Regions from separate parts of the Mus musculus genome. Here region 1 is linked to region 2. A link is a contact called in public promoter capture Hi-C data. All regions are on one chromosome and are shown on one strand. The core of a region is the stretch at or near the end of the contact, and the rest is flanking DNA. Distances in the headings are between cores, read along the strand shown.

Region 1 (5,893 bases), core at 1,454-3,953, 2.1 Mb after region 2:
TTATAGACAACATCAAGGCCAGTGAGTGTAACAAAAGCCATCGGCCGGCAACATAACTCCACAGGGAAGTCCCACTGTGTGGGGCTCATGCTGAGGGCGTCAAGGAAAAATCTGAAACACAAATGCCAAGATAGGCATAATTAATTTTAAAAACCAACATCACTACCTAATTATAAACACTGCAAAAAGACAAAAGGCTTTGTATATACACAGTCAAGCAAATAGAAAAGAGCAACGTGAAAACTTTAATTACTAAGTCAGATTTATTAAAATTACTAATTGCACAATTTCAATTTCACAGAAAAGGTTGTACTCAGTTTTCAGATAAATTCTCTATTTCCAGTAATCTTTCAAAATGTATATCAAAGTGTGGAATGAACAGACTAAGAAAGCCGGTAAGTGAGGAAATTAAAGTAGTTCCAGCCTGGTATGCTGGCACATGCTGAAATCCCAGAGTGCAGGAGGCTGATACAGGAGGACCAAGTGTCCAAGACAGGCTGGTGTAAAACAGTAAAGTAAGACTCTGTCTCAAAAATCTTATTAAAAATATTCAAGTCATATACGTGCCCCGTTATCAACCACAGTCAATAAAAGTTAAAAAGCTATTGACTTACATATATATATATATATATATAAAAATCTAACTTTCTCTGATTTCTTTGGAATTACAATTATCTAATTTCTCAATACTTAGAATATAATTCATATAAAGTGTGAATTATTTAATAGCTGCTTTTTTGATTTTCATAATATAGGATGACATAATAGGTAAAGGAAAATGTCTAAGAGAGACACCAGTAATGAATGGAAATCCCTAGGGCATGTTGGTATTGTGTCCTTTCGTTAAGTCTACAATAAACGCAGGTATGCATTAACTTTACAAAATGACTGTACAAAAAAGGTGCTTATTCCAATCAAAAGGGTCACTATCTATTTAAAACAGTTCCTTATTTCTGACAGGATTTATCACCTGCTTTTTTAAACAGTGATCGCCATCATCACATTATACACACCACAAGGTAATCTCTGGGAAACTTTTAGTGTAAATGCCACCTGGTCCCTAAAATGTGGATTATTTCTACCTGAAACGCTAATCACCTTTACTAATTAGCTACCTCACACTCAAACGCTAAAGGAACAATGGATAGTGCAACATGAGTTGGAAAGCTTGCCAGAAATGATGTATCTACACCATAAGCTTGCAGAACTGCTTCAAAAGACCTTTGGGGAGGGTTGTGCTATGAGGGCAAAGAAATCCACAGCTTCTGGGGAGTAAGATGAAGAGCAAAATAGAAGTGGTCAAAATATAATATGGCTACCATATCTGCCTAAAACCAAACAGTCTAGATGAGAATGTGAAAGGGCCTTTTCCCTTGATCTTAGAGGCTCCAAAGAAATAGCTGTGGCCCTTGAATATTGACCGGCTATAAGGGGAAGTAGAATAAACTTGCAAAGTTTTAAAATTAGCACCACCTGAGAGGTATACAGCATGAATCAAAGAAAAAAAAAGTCAAAATTTCCAGCAGTTATGTTAGAAGGGAAAAGAGAAGTTGGCTCAGAAAGCACTCCTGAAAACCCATCATTGGAGAGGCAGAGGCAGGGGGCAGTTTCAGGCCAGCCAGGGCTATGGAGATATCAAAGACAGCCTCCCAACTCCCCCCCAAAAGAAAAAGAAAGATGTGGGATTTTAGATATATTCTATTTTAGCCAACAATATTTTCCAAACATCATTATAAGTTATCGATGAACTTGTAAAAACCTATTTGTGCATTGTCTTCAAGCCTGTGCGTATTTTATAGGAACTGCACACCCTCCGTTAAACTAGCAGATTTCAAGTGCTCTCTAGCCTTCCCTTAGTTACTGGCTCTCACAGCTGACAGTGTAAATCTTTTCCAACAACGTCATGAAAACTACACCAGCAATCCCGGCTTTATTCTACCTTACAAGCTTGGACACTTGCAATGGTCCTGACTATGCTGTAGGAAAATTTAAAAAGGAACGGAACAGGACAAGTGTTGACTGAATAGATTTCAGTGACACACAGGAAAGAAATCGCTTCCTGATTTCCCGGAAAATAATGGAGAAACCAAGCAAACCATTGACAGAGAGGGAACATGGAGAAGTACAAAGTTAAGTCCTCAGCACCAGATCACCTCGTCAGTGCAATCTATCATAGAAGAGAAACAAGCTAACCCAATCAGAGTATCTACTAAAGAAGACGGCTATCAATAAACAGGTGGTTTGGGATGCAAGTCACCGGCTAACAAGCAAGGATTCAGAGACATCCGATTGCAAAACGCTCAAATGAAGAACCAAAGGGCTGTCCCTAGGATCTCAGCATTAGGCTCTAGTAGCTGCCACTGGGCAAGGAGAATAACCTCAAAGTCCTAGAAACTGACATTATTTTCCTCCACCACTCCCACCTCTCTGGCAATAATTCTTTGCAGGGGAAGGAGAAACGCCAAGATTGCATCGGTGGACGCCAAGGGGAAACGCAGGCCACCAAGCCAGCCGGGATAGCCTGGCCTGGAAGGTCTCTGGGCCCAACTCACCCTGGCCGCACGCCCTGGACCCGCTGCAGCTGCGGCGAGTCGCCGTCAGCCCCGAAAGAGGCAAGAGAGCCAGGCAGGGGCGTCTAGGAATGCGGCCACCGACAAGCAACAGCCCCAGCCGCAGACCGGGCGACAGAAGGCGACACTTCCTTTTCCCCGCCTCCGCTGGCACAGGAAGCACTTCCTGGGCTTGAGTGACAGCACTCCACACCAGTCCTGGAATAGAACGGGTTTCCTTGTTAGGAAGGTGTTCCATTTCCTAGAGGAGAAAGAGTTGGGGGCGGAAAGAGAAGGAGCCAATAGGAGACGCGATCGTGAGAAGGGGCGGGGCTTCCTCGGTACCGCCCATCAGTAACTGGTCAGAGGTCTAGGTGTCCCTTAACGTGATCCCGGTTCCCGATCACACATAACGCGATCCTGGGTTCCCGGCCCACAATCGACTGCCGGTGGCTTGGTGCTGCCGAGGATCTGGAGCGCACGAGGTCGTACCCACGGCTGCGAGGAGGATTTCTCTAGACCGAGGCGCGGAAACGGGGTGCCCCGGCCTCCCGCCCGCTGCCCGCCCGTTCATCGCGGTAGCGAACGCCGTGCGCCCGGCACGATGGGTGCCAACGAGGACCAAGAGGTGAGAACCCAGGACTAGACACCCCTGTCCCGGCGCAGGTCACGACGTGGAGCACCCAGACTTCGCACGTGTCCTTTGCTCTGAGAACCTTCTTCGCCTGTCCGGATGTCCCACGTTGGTGGTTCCCCTGCCAGATAGCACTGGGCAACCTTATGGCCAGCAAGCACGAATGGGTTACGTGAGACTCAGCCTCCCGCTTCCCTCATTTGTCATTTTTGTATTTAGGTCTTCCTAGATTTCCTTGGTAAGATGAGTGTCCTTGGTCCACGACCCTAGAGCACTTGGCCGTCCTTAAATCCCTTGTGTGGCTTAGCGCTTGTGTGTCGAGTTATTCTGTCTTCAAATCTGAACGCCTTTAAATTTGAAAACTTGTGGTCTCGTGGAAAGGGTCGATCGAGTAAGTAAAATCTCTACAGAAAAATGAATGACCCTGGTGTTTCGGTTTCTGTCCATAATGCTCAGTGAAGTCACTCCTCAGTCTGTTGTTGAGGGATATACAATATTTTTGAGCATCCTCATGTCAATCAGAATTTTGTAGTTTGTGTTTTGGTTTTTGTTGTTGTTGTTATTGGTGGTGGTGGTTTGTTTGCTTTGCAAAATATCAAAGTCGGAAGGAATAGGTCCTATAAATCACCTGTCATTGAACTTTCCAACTCTGTAATGTGTCCAGATGAAAAAGGAAAAAGAGCACCCTAGCTTGGTGAACGTGGTAGAGTAAGGATTAGAAGATAAATCCCACCTGGCGGTAGTGGTGTACGCCTTTAATCCCAGTGTTAGGGTGGCAGAGGCAGGCTGATGTCAGAGTTTGAGACTAGCCTGGTGTTCCAAAAATGCCTTCTCAAACAAAGAAGACAAATCTTATGTAGCAGTAGACTCCTTGTGTAGTAGTAGATACATAGTAATTTGTTGTTTGTTTTGAATATGTTGCTTAAAAATTAACATTTGACAATGTGGGTGTTAATAGAATCTAGACTACAAATACTCCATACAGGAACCCCACATTCACAAGGTAATTGGTATCTGAATATCCTGCTAAAATATTCTTACCAGTTCAATGAATCCAAAGCATTAATAAATCCAGGTGAGGGAGACTAGAGAGGAAGGGTTAGAGACTACTAGTGAGTGGTTACAGACATAAATGGAGAAGAGGAAAGTCTAATGTCATTTTACACAGTGAATGACTCGTTTTACAGTACCCTGTGCATTTCATAATAGCTAGAAGAGCTTCGAATGATTCATTGACAAATAAGTGGTTGAAAACTTGGGGTGATAGTTGTAACAGGGACACTTACCAAAGAACTGCATTGTATCCCATAAATAAATACAATTTTTAAAATAGTTTTTTTTTTTAACATATATGAGTGTTTTGCCTACATATATGTATGTGTACCACTCGGGTGTCTGGTACCCAAAGAGGCTGGAAGAGGATGTTGGATACCCGAACTGGTGTTCTAGACAGCTGGGAACCACCATATAAGTGCTAGAAATTGAACCAGGTCTCTCCGTTCTTAACCCCTGAGCCATCTCTCCAGCCCCAACCAATAAAATTATTCTGTGTCAGTTTGAAAATAGTTCTTTCTCCGAGCAAAGCACAATGTAACACTTAATGGATTTGACTGCCGGGCCACCATCACCACTGGTTGCTGACTCCACCTCAGACCTAACGAGTCAGAATTTCTGTGGTAGAGTCCAGGAATCTTTGATTTCAGCAGCGAAGTTTTATTCTTCCTCATGATAGGTGTCTGGATCTTTGAAGATAGTTTCCTGCCCGGTTTTGAAGATACTGCCTTTGAAAAATAAAACAAAACAACTAAAAACACATCATATGTTTCCAGTTCACTTTTGTTCATGTATCTTAGTTCCTGTGCTGTCCTGAACTGAGTATAAGGACAGAATCCCCTCCATTTGCCTCTGCTGAAACCGTTGCATCACACTGTCTTCTGATTTACTGTCTGTCCACATCCACTTAGTGCTTTCTACAAAGTAGTTCATCCCACATCCTCTACTTATATATTTAGGTGTTAAATGCAATATCTAATGTGATAATGTTAATATTTACCCTGTTAAATATTATCATAACTTGGTTTAAAAGAACTTTGGAGGGGGCTGTCCTAATTCTTTCATCGGCTTGACTTATATTTTCTTATCAGATTACCATCCATCCATTTTAACAACCTGTCATCTCTTTTTGTTCCTGCCCAAGTTATTAATTAGAATATGGAAAGAGATTATGGCCAAAGTGACATTCTCGAGTCCAGTTTGAATGTCTGTGTTTTTCTTTGTTGTTGCTGTTCTGCATTGTTTTTGTGCTGATCTGTCCTGGAAAGGGATCCTTGCTGGGATCTAAAGAGACTGAGTCCGCCGACCTTCTCTAAAGTACAGAGTTCCGCTGAGAAGGATTGTTGAGCTATATCGTGATGTAATGCTTGCAGAGTCCTAAGGATTCTAAGCTCGCCTGCCCTGTTTCTTTATGATCTAATCTGAAAATTGTACATGGAGAATAAATCAAGGTCACCCTCTTTAGTCTGCAGAGTTAATGACGTCAATCTTTTTGAAAACTAAAACAGATACTCTTGTCTTTGTTTCTCCCAGACTCAGCTCTCACGCACAGTGATGGAGATTTCTCATTTGTGGGACCACAGTGTTCTGAGAACAAAGCCTGGGCAGGGGTTACTAATTAGCATCTTCTCTTCTAGTCTCTCGATCATCTTGAATA
Region 2 (5,451 bases), core at 2,457-4,956:
TGAGGTCTTTACACTCCTAGGGCAAGGGCTTTCACACCCAAGTCATGGTTCTAATTAGGGAGTTCCGTTCTAGCTAACCATCTCATGAATAATGCAATACTTTAAAACCACAGACTGATGGATCTACTTCCTAAACCATTGTAAATTCCTGTATATGGGAGCAACTCGACTTTTATTTTAAGTGATAGTGTAATGCCAGAGGCAATTCTGAATGTCACTAAATTCCCATGGTCTGCTTAAGGACTTTCTAGGACTGTTGAAACACTGGTGAAGGCTTTAGCTATGTCAGAATTCAATCTTAAAAGGCACTTATAATAAGATAATACTAAAAGAGAGCACGTGGATCCATACACCAGACTAATGTGAGAATGGAATATTAATGTGTGGGTTAGAGAGGACGCCAGACTCCAAGAGGTGAGTTTCTGTGAAACTCTTCTGCCTCGTGAGTAGCTTCCAAGCTGACTCGACCAGAGTGCGGGCATAAATGAACAAATTATTAAATTTCCATAAATGACTGGGTCAGTGGGCTCGCTACTCAAATCAAGAAACACAGGACTCCAATGCTTTAAGAAATTTCTCTCCCACATACCCCATCAATCCTTCATTCTTCCTAAACACACACTTTTAATTCTTACACATAAGGCTACCTGCCTTTGTAGTCAGCATTAATGAAATCTTGCATCACAACAGTCCCCATTAGCAAAATTTCATTCTATGTTTTCAGTTACTTGTGACAGCCATGATACAAAATATTACTACAGTACAATGATGAACTGAGGCAGTGTGTGTGTGTGTGTGTGTGTGTGTGTCAGTGAGAGAGACAGAGACAAAGACACAGAGAGAGACAGAGAGAGATGGAGAGAGAGCTCATTATTGATTATCATTAACCCCTTCCTGTGCCTAATTTATAAACTAAATTTCATCACAGGCATGTGTGGACTGCTGAATTCTGTATGTAGGGTTAGATACTCCTGATGCTCTCAGGCACTCACTGTGGTCTTAGAGCATCCCCAGGGCTGAGAGAGTGTGTACCATTTTACCATTCATCAATCTTTCTTTTGCTCCACATGATTTGTAAGATGTATTAACATCACATCATGTCCCAACATTCATCATTTTTATTGATATAAAATGCTCCAGTATATGGATATCCTATGTCAACACAGTCCCAAATTTTTTAATAAAAATTCTTAAAAGGGGGTCAGACATGGTAGCTCATATCTTTAATCCCATCAGCCCTTGGAAAGCAGAGGCAGGTGAATCTTTGTGAGTTTGAGGGCAGCCTGGCTTTCTACATGGTAATTTCCAGGCCAGATATGGCTAAACAAAACAGGAAAAAAGGGGGGGGGGTCAAGAAAGTATTCTTAAATATTCTAGACAATTCAAAGAATTCTACAGTAACTATGCTTGTGTTAGAGCACATATAGTAATCTATCCACACACCTGTGTCATCAGTTTACAAACCCGTACTGCGAGCATCAGTCTCCTCCTTGGACAGATTACTTCCTCGTTTCTAGTTTCAGTATTTTTAATATATAATTTGTTATCTAATGTAAAACTCCACATAATAAGATGCATTTTAAGTATGTATCCTCTGACTTGGCAAATGAATTGATTTGTGTAACTCAAATCCAAAGAATTCCTCTCTCCCCTTTTCAGTTAATGTCTACCCTTACTCCCAGAAGCAACCAGTGCCTTCCCTACAGATTAGTCCTGTAACCTCAGAAAATGGGATCTCATTCATTCTCATATACATGACTGCCTTTATTAGTGCATTAGTTTTGAAGTTCACCTGTAATATGTTTTTAAAACAATTGCCTCCCCTTTCCCTCAGATGATATGGTCATGACCCCCAGTGATCATATGATATTTACTGATTTTTTTTCTATGCATGTGAGCCTATTATAAACTTTGCATTACAAAACAGATTGCAAAGTAAGAGACAGGCAACTAGCAAATTTTCCTCGAGGTATTGTTTTCACCTCTACTTACCAGATTATGGGTGCAATCCCTGTATCATATTCTACTCCTTGCTTAGGTAACATCTATCCCTCTGGAAAGACTGTAAATAGAAATTAGAATTACTAAGGACCAATGCATTTCCAAACTGTATCCCTGAATAACTGAAAGACAGTCTCAATCTGAAAACAAACTTCATTGAGAGTGAAAAGCAAAAAAAAAAAAAAATCCACCCCCCCAAAAAAAATCCACTAATGAAGCAGGCTGCATGAAAAACAAGGTCATGAGTGACTAGAATGTTAGGGAATTCAGAATGGTGACCACATGCACAAGCAGAAAGACAGAGAAAGTGGGAGGGGGACAAATCCTAAACAGCGTGTTAAGGAGATCATAAAACTTTTTTCATCAGTAACACGAGTTAGTAGGTAATAGTTAATAGTAAGGAAAAGCTTTCAAAACAGTTAGATACGTGTCAACACAAAATCACATCATAAAGTCATGAGAAGAGCTTATGACAACTTCTATATGGTGAAGGTTGACTGCTTTCCCCAAACTAGTCCATAATTTGCCAGCCTGGTTTCTGGCCTTACTCTACAACTTCCAGAACAGCCTGCCCTCCTCTCCTGCTGCCCTTCTTCATTCTGTAACAGAAAGTGACTGGCCAGTTCCTAGAAACATCTGAGAATTTGTCCTTTCTCAAGAACATTGTCATGGAGTGCCAGGTCTTCCTTTCTAGCTCACTAAATACAAAGGACTTTTTAACCTTCTGCGTTTTTGTTGTTGTTGTTGTTGTTGTTGTTTTATTTTGTTTTTGGAAAAGGTGCAATTTTTTAAAAAGTATTTTTAACTACCTTTTAATATAATCCTTTTACTTGCTCTTTGATGATTTCATACTATTCATTACACATACATATGTATTTTGATCTTGTTTACCCCTTACACCCCTCAGAGCCACATTCACCCACTTTTTAAAGCCTTTTACAAAATCACTTTGAATGCTTTCTCAAAGTATCTTTCCAAGAAGAGAAGTCTATAGAGGAAGTATGTTCTTGCTGCTGTTGTTTTAGTTGCTGCATAAAATTGGCATTTCATCACAAGATATCAGAATTTGTAGCTAAATTTACATTTGGAACTATGGTGCATTTTTCCCCTTCTCCCAATACCTGCATCATCTTCTATCTTCTTTTGGTGCGCGATTGTGATTCAGGCAGTTTAACTTCCCAGATAGAGAACAGGTGCGTCAACCTCAAAAGCCAAGTACATTCTGATTTTACTCAGCCTGAGGTCCTGCATCCCCTTAGTTTTCATTCAGACTTTTTTTTTTAAATCACACATTTCCTTTCAGCCTGAAAGTGAAACTTAAGTTGAGAGAGAGAGAGAGAGAGAGAGAGAGAGAGAGAGAGAGGGGGGGGGGGGGAGGGGGAGAGGGAGAGGGAGAGAGAGAGGATATTTTCAGCGAAACAGTTAAATTGTTATTAAACTGTTACCCTTTTTTAGTTTCTTTTTAAGGGCCTCCTGGGATTCATTGAAATGGTCACAAATCGACCTTCAGGGAGGAAGGTGTAAGCCGAGGAACCGGCCGCCGCCTGGGGGCAGAATTCTGGAAGTCAGTAAGTTTCTGGCTTCAGAGCCAAGCCCTCTGCAGTGGGTTTCAGATCCTTGCAAACCTGTGATATGCGCAGTGCATGGTCTGAGGTTGGGACTGCCGCCCAGAGACCCAGAGTGCTGGTCGGGAATCGCGCATAGTGGGAGGGGCCAACAGGGACCGGCCGTGTGGGGAAATGGGATGTGTCTAAACAAAGTGAAAGCCATTCACTTACCTCGCTTTATCTTCTTTGCAAAATGAGTAAAGTCGAACTTAATCTCTTAGGTAAAAATGGCCATCCAGTTTTCCAGCAGGAAATGTTGAGGACATCTCGGACACAGGAGGAGGTCCTGCCTCAAAAGCAGGAAACTCCCAGAAACAACTAGGCCGGGAAATAACAATGGGGGAAGGGAGCAGGGAGGGAGGAAGGAAGGCAGAAGTTTGGTCCAGCACTGGGTGTCACAAAGAGCCTTTCTTACTCAAGCAGGCCCAGTTTTCCACAAAACCCACAAATTAGGCATCAGTAGGCATCTGTTTGGTCAGAGAAGAGCTCGGGATTAACTCCTTCTTCCTCAATTAGCTATGAGGACTCCAACTGGTTAAAGAAACGGAGTTGCAAGGGAATGAAGTCAGTTTTCTTTTCATTACAGATGAGCAATGACATAGTATTCAGCCAGGTTGTTATTTAGTTTTAAAAAAAAAGTTAAACGTAATAAAGCATACAAGAAATGGGAGAGCACCTGACCTGATCTTCTTGTCTTGAAGCCAAGAGAGGGGAGTGCCTGAGCTCTCAGTCAATAGTTCCTTTGTTTGGCAGAGGTGAAAGTGGAAAAGGTGAATGGCCACAGAAGTGAAAGCAAGAAGTAACTTTGTATCCTGGTGCAAATTGCTCTTCCCTGGCCCCAGGAGGTTACTTCCTGTGGTTACCTGGCTCATGGCTACACTCTTAGCTCAACACCATAAGCAAGCACTTTGTCCTCAGTAAATTAATGACCTCTACATTGATCCACCTGGATGCCAACACAACGTTGATAGTCTTGGCAAGATTTCACCTCTGTGGGTTCCTTGAAAACAGGTTGGGCTGCATTTTTGTAATTTTACTTCTGACACCATCTCACAGAAGAACTTGCTAGCCTCTAAAGGACTAGTCTCCTGACAGAGAATCGGCTGCTGTATGGTCCTCTCCCACACTGACCCTTGGCTTGGGTAGCTTTGACCAAGTGGATATCTGTCTGGTTCTGAGTCCATTAGGGAAGCCTGATAAGTGCCTCTGTATTTAAGACTTGTCTTCTTGGAACACCAGTCTCTCTCAGGCTTCATTGGAATCTGGGGCTCCAATGCTATGCAATCAGAAGCCTAGATTAGCTGTGCAATGGATATAAGGAGGGGAATGTGCATGCTCACGAACACCTAGGAGATGGCTAACATGGACTCTGGCTGCATGGGAGACAGTCCTCCAATCTACTTTAACTTACTGCAGTTTCTTCAGCAATGACCTTGAATGACCTTCTTCAACAAGTTCTGCCAACATCCCAGAAAAGCTGCAAACCATCTTGCTGCTGCTTTACTGTTTAGAAATGGAGTGATAGGCCATGCAGCATTAGATAAGTACAATATACTTCCTCTATAATCTATAATATCTTATGCTTTGTAATTCTTTACAGATATTAGGTTAGCTGTAATGTTAGTTGACTAGTAAGTGGCTTCAAATAAATAGAGAACTTTTTTTTCAAGTGTACATATCTTGGCATGTATATGTGTACATACTGGGGGTGGGGGACATATGCACACATGTGCACATATTCATCAAGGCGTGAAATTGATTTGGGGTATTTTCCTTTATTGTGCTACACTTTGTTCATTGAGGAAGGGTCTCTCAACTGAACTGAGAGCTCCTTGCTGCTAGC

The links. Promoter capture Hi-C pulls out the DNA fragments that hold promoters and counts their contacts.
Region 1: a contact with region 2 is called in a promoter capture Hi-C map of liver, with 3 times the contacts expected there. The contact joins the promoter of Trappc11 here to the promoter of Tlr3 in region 2. A contact is called at or near these places in 2 of 39 promoter capture datasets (both in liver) and 2 of 9 other capture datasets (adipose tissue and liver).

The regions. Positions count from the first base shown.
Region 1 is chr8:47,530,767-47,536,659 of GRCm38.p6, forward strand. It overlaps Trappc11 (trafficking protein particle complex 11), which reads right to left and starts at 2,704. Exons shown (of 30, transcript NM_177240.3): 1 at 2,553-2,704; 2 at 1-111. The coding sequence starts at 89. It overlaps Rwdd4a (RWD domain containing 4A), which reads left to right and starts at 2,879. Exons shown (of 8, transcript NM_203507.3): 1 at 2,879-3,177. The coding sequence starts at 3,154.
Region 2 is chr8:45,406,674-45,412,124 of GRCm38.p6, forward strand. It overlaps Tlr3 (toll-like receptor 3), which reads right to left and starts at 3,707. Exons shown (of 7, transcript NM_001357316.1): 1 at 3,627-3,707; 2 at 3,123-3,305; 3 at 1,993-2,062.